2 separate regions of the Zea mays genome follow, and region 1 is linked to region 2. Evidence: chromatin contacts called from public Hi-C data. All regions are on one chromosome and are shown on one strand. Each heading gives the region's core, a stretch centred on a gene start, on an enhancer-like site or on the middle of the called end of the contact. The rest is flanking DNA. Distances are from core to core; before and after follow the strand shown.

Region 1 (2,816 bases), core at 211-2,710, 250 kb after region 2:
CTTCATTCCATAATTTCATGTACTTGATAAAGAACACAAAGCTATAGATAATATTAGTTACATGTTTTTTGTAGCTTTGAAATAGAGTATGTGATGTAATTTTATTTTTGTTATGAACATTAGATAATAAACTGAACTTACGAACTTTATATAGAGCTGATTATACTCTTTTTCTTTCTAACAAAAATGATTTATAAACGAGGTAGTCATTGCATAGCCCTAGTAACTTAATACAAATATTAAGTTTGTTTTTGATCAAATTTATTTGTCTTATCTTTTATTTGTTTTATTAAATTTGTTTTGAATTTCGGGCTCTGACGTGAATTTTGGGCTTTCGGGCCAAAAATTGAATTTCGGGCCCTAATATTAATTTCGGTCTTTTATAATTTCGGGCCGCCTAAAATAAGCCCTACACGTTTAAGCAATTACGGGTCGAGCCGTGGACCGGCCCGACACGGCCCAAAATTCAAACGTGCCGAGCCGACACGAAATTTCAAAGAATGCGGGCCTTTTGGGCTTGGACCGGGCCGAGCAGCCCGAATGTACATCTATAAACAGAAGTGCGTGGATGTCGGCTTGCAAGGTGCGGCAGCGTGTCCATTCGACCGGCATTCGCCTTTCATTGGCATGCATGCATCTCTGTACAAGTATTTCTGTAGCACAAAACCGACTGCGCCCTACAACACGGTAGGCAGCAGAACTGCGCGCTCAAACGGTCAAACCTCAAAGAGAAGAGAAAAAAAAAGTGGTAACGAAAGAAGAAGAAGAAAAAAAAAATAAAGCGAAGGAGCAGATTAGAGAAATGGAGAGGCGGAGGAAACAAAGCGAGAGAATCGACACTTGACGAGAACTCGCCACGGACGCACACTCGGGATCAGCTAGCACTTGTTGTGGATGGGGTCGGAGCCTCTGCGGACGCGGCGCTTGCTCATCCTATCGGGGTCGAACACGGCCGACGGAGGAGGGGAATACGAGGCGCCGCCGGCAACCGCGGGCGCCTTCCAGCTGGCGGACGCGTCGTCGAGCCTGCTGGCCCTGGCGCTGCTTGCGGCGGCGGCGGCGGCGGCAGCGTCATCGTCGCTCGCCGCCTTCCTTGTTGGCTGCTCGGCTGCCGCCGGTGGCGACGAGGCGCCCCGCCGGTTGCTCGTCTGGTCGGCGAGAGTGGCCGCCGGGACTCTGACGGCAGAGATCTCGGGGGTGCAGCTTAGGAGAGCAGCAAGGACAAGAGCTGGCAGCGTGAGGGCGAGGGCTCTCATTCTCTCCTCCCTCTCTCGCGCTCCCTTGCGACCAACGATGGACGGATGGAGGTGGATGCCGCCGCGCGCTGCCGACGTGACGTGACGTGCCTATCGCACCACGAAGCTTATTATGATTAGCTTTGCGGCAGGGGTAGCGTGCGGGCAGCCGAAGCTTCGACGGCCATGTCTGTTGCCTGTTGGTTTGCAATGCCGGCCGGCTTGCATTGTGCGCCTTTGTTCCGGCGGTAGATATAGGGGGGGCCACCCCCTCTGTCCCTCTCTCTCGTCTAGCACGCATCTGTATCAGAGAGACAGACGGGTGAGGCTGTGAGTGAGATCTCGCGGTGGTCCAAAAGCAAAAGGAGACAAAGAGAGGGGAGGGCCGGAGGGGGCAACACCCAACAAGGCAATACGTCACTTTTTGCATACCTGAGGTGGTGAGCTTGCTATGCCTATGTTACTATGTATCAATGTATGTAGATAAATCCATGGGGTGGCCGGGCGGGCTAGCTTGCGACGTAGTGGTAGTAGGCGCGCGCGCGCGCACACACACATCACTCACTCACTGGGTGACGAAGAACGTGTACGCGAAGAAAAGAAGAGACAAGAGAGTACTAGGGTAGAGTGCGTGCAGTTGTAGTTTTGTGTGCTCGTATTACAGTGGCCTTGTCCACTGCCGAATTTTTTGTATTTTAGCCTCTAAACTGAAGTAAAATCACGTTTAAACCTAAAAAAATTTTAAATACAGTTTTGGACCCTTAGCTCGGCGCCATAGGCCGTGGCGCCGAGCTGCGCCGAGCTGTGACGTGGCCGCAACGGCTAGTTGCGTCTAGGGCTTACCTGGCTCTGACGTGGCGGCGGCGCGGCCTCGTAGCTCGGCGCCACAGATCTTGGCGCCGAGCTACGAATTCCTATAAAAACGCCCGCGCGGCTGGCCGAGAGCAGCTCATTTCGTCCCATTTCCAAACTTCGTCAAAATTTCCTGGATTCAAAGATTTGAGTTGGTTCACTTCGTAGGCCAAGGTATGATTTCCAACTGATTCGTTTTGTATATTGGGTTGTTAGTTAAATAATTTGTATACACCTATTATATTATCATTTCGAATATTAGTTTGTGTAGACTTATTATAAAGCATAATAGGTACAAGTGATAATTATAATCGTTTATTAGATGAAAGACATGTACCGAGAGGCGTTGTGGCAGAAGAGAGGTCGTCCTCGGGAGTTATATCCGGACGTATCTAGTAAGGATGCTCCTGTTCCTCCTGAACTCCCCGTGCCTAACTGTGACTGTGGCAGACTAGCTTGGGTACATCAATCACAACATCCAGACACGGCTGCTCGCTGCTACTACCTTTGTGGCACTTTGGACGTACGTAGCTTATGACTTGTCACTTAACTTTGTTCGCATTCATTTTTTTGTAGATATGTAATAGTGCATCTTTCCATTATTTTAGGGACATCAGAAGTGTTTCTTTTTCCAGTGGATCGATGGTCCTGATAAATTTGACCCTCGATATCTTCTTTTCGTTAATTGGTTGAGTGGAAAGACCAGTCATGAGCGTTTTAAGCGTTGGG
Region 2 (2,813 bases), core at 77-2,576:
CATGACTTTAGAATTGTGAACACCAGTCTGATCTCTCTATTTGGCATTGTGGTAGTTTTACATGTGTTTCTACTCACGAATATAATAGTGCGTAACTTTTGGTTGTCAACATCAAGAATCACACATATGTTGTTCTAATAGAGGCATCAAACAAACATACTTGGGACATCATCAGAAGCCATTGTAAACTGTCAGGTAATGTTATAACTTTAATTGAAATCGTCATACAGCTACATATCTGGAACCTGGAGTACTGAACCTACCACTGTATTCAGTTTCATTAAGTTTGTAGAATGTGCCAATGTACATGACATGTCTCATACTTAGTTAAGTAAGTGAAGGCAAGATAGTTGCACAAAATGACAATATCCAAAAGAAAGTCAAATGCTTAACCTTATTAAGGTCCGCTATCATATCAGAAGGAATCCCAGTAGAAAAGCATCTCCAACCATTTGATCTTGCTACTATTGGGAGAAAGGATCGGAGGATGGACATCTTAAGCGCACCAAAGTGTTGCTATGGTTCTGCAACAAGGAAACATAGAGAAGTTTTACAACATGCTTACTTTGTATATAAACGGCAATTCTATGCCACAGGATGGCAGGACCCTACTCATCTGAACAAGCAACATAATTTTCTGTTTAAATAGACTAGCACACAATGTTTTCAGATCGGCTGATCGCTCCTGAATCCTGATCGCCAGAGGGGCGATCAGCCGACTAATCAGGATTAGTCGACGACCAGCCCGATTAACCGGGCTCTGATCGGTCAATCAGACATCCTGATCGTCCAGGGCTATAGGAACCGATCAACCTTCATATATATAACTACACGCCCATGGACATGGCTTCAGGTTCAGGCTTTCAACAAGGCAAACAGTCATACGTGATACGCCCATGGACATGGGCAGGGCAGCAACAGGCCAACAGCCATAGTGCCATACTACAACATGAAGCAAATAATCACTGGAAGGTTTCAGGCTTTCAGCATCTAAGTAAAACTGAAAACCAACAAACATGGACATGGGCAGCAACAGGCCAACAGCCATACGCCCATACCTACAGGCTACAGTACAACAGCACCAGAAAACAGGGACAAGCTCTGAATCTGGATTCTGGAGACTGGAGACCGTACCTGCAGGCCGGCTGCTGGCGCCGCCGCGCGGGGGATGGAGGAGGGACCGAGGGGGACGATGCCGCCGTATCCCCCGTCACCGGTAGCGCGCCGCTGTCACCTGCACAGTGTTCCGCTAGGGTTCCTCCCAGCTGGTTGCCTGGTTCGTGTAGTGTGTGCCTGGGGCCTGGGCGTTGCTCTGTTGGCTCTGGTTGTGCAGCTTCTGCTCACGTGGTAGGAATCGGGAAAAAGGAAGCTGGGCTGGGCCGCTGGGCAAGTGAAGTGGGCCACTGCACCGAAATTTCAATCCAGCCAGGCAGGCTGATCGTTACTAAACTAATCGGACGCCCTGATCTCGTCCCGATTGATCGGCTCTAGAGTTACGATCAGTCGATTAATTGCTGATTAATTGCGACTAATCGGACGTTCTGAAAACACTGCTAGCACATGTTACAAACAAATTCCATCTACCAATTTTCAGAAATAATCTAGGCATCTAGCAGAGTCTGCCTACTTTTAATCAAGATACTTCATCATCCGTTTTTCTAGAACATAGCAAAACACTTTGTCACATTTTGATTCAAAAACAAGGCAAGTCATCCATTTATAATTGAATCTGAACATAACTCTATCTATCACACAACTTCATCTAAACTCCCTTAGTACACAAATCATCACAAGTAACGGATATGAGCACCAACCAAAAAAAAAACAGTAAAGCTAAACAGTAAAATCTAGTGTGGGCGTAAAACAAATCACCTGATTGATGTATAGACAGATTAAAAATACTCTTGGCATTAGATTGAAGGGCACACCAAATCACATATCGTATGATTGGTTCCCTGCATCTGCCAAGTATCTGCAGCCGCGGATACTTAAAGCATCTCTTGTTTGGTTTGTTGCATGGACCAACCAGATTCTAGACATGCAAAACTTAGCTCCCAGCCAGGCTCTCTCGGTGCTCGCGTGAGGAGCATCGCTGCAGGTGCAGGCTGAGTCCATGCATATGTGAGTCTGAACACACATTTCTGTATAAATCTAAACAGCTAACCAAACAAGAGTCTCTTGTATATGTTTAGCCTGTTTAGTTGGAGCCTGGTTCTTCTTGTACATGCTCATGTGGTCATGCTCTACGTATCCGTGAACCAAACATATGGATAGGAGATCTAGGGGTCTACGGATGAGTGGCTCCCGAGGCGATTTATGCATCTCAGCCTTATTCCAGATCAATCACCTGCCGCTGCATAAGTGGATGCAAGTAATAATATCATTCCGTGTGTTTGGTTCCTTGGCTAGGCAAAGCCTGGTTCATAAGCTCATGCAGGCCAAGCCAAGCCTGTATAAGTGGATGCAAGTAATAATTTGTGTGGTTGTTTGGTTGACTGTACGTAACTAGACAGGATTTAGCGGGCACGTGTTTGGTGGACACATGTATAATTGAATGCAAGTAATATAGGACACACTTGTACGTGCTACTGGCTATACCTTAGGTAGTAGAAATACAAATAATATCAAAGAACAGACCTTTGCCATACTATCAAATTACAAATCTTTGTAACAACATAAAATTCCGGCTACTATCAAATTACAGATCTTTGCCATACTATCAAATTACAGATTTTTGTAACAACATAAAATTCCAGCTACTATCAAATTTTGTACAGAATTATATAGGAATATTATCAGCTAATATCAGCTTT

The links. A called contact is a pair of places that touch in the nucleus more often than the background predicts.
Region 1: a contact with region 2 is called in a Hi-C map of bundle sheath, with 2.3 times the contacts expected there. The contact joins the promoter of LOC100275876 here to the promoter of LOC100282527 in region 2. A contact is called at or near these places in 6 of 25 Hi-C or Micro-C datasets (bundle sheath, endosperm, leaf and 2 more).

Annotation. Positions count from the first base shown.
Region 1 is chr2:43,939,944-43,942,759 of Zm-B73-REFERENCE-NAM-5.0, forward strand. It overlaps LOC100275876, which reads right to left and starts at 1,461. Exons shown (of 1, transcript NM_001149841.2): 1 at 575-1,461. The coding sequence starts at 1,256. The coding sequence ends at 879.
Region 2 is chr2:43,694,103-43,696,915 of Zm-B73-REFERENCE-NAM-5.0, forward strand. LOC100282527 (molybdopterin biosynthesis CNX3 protein) reads right to left here and starts at 1,327. Exons shown (of 3, transcript NM_001155435.2): 1 at 1,135-1,327; 2 at 394-524. The coding sequence starts at 495.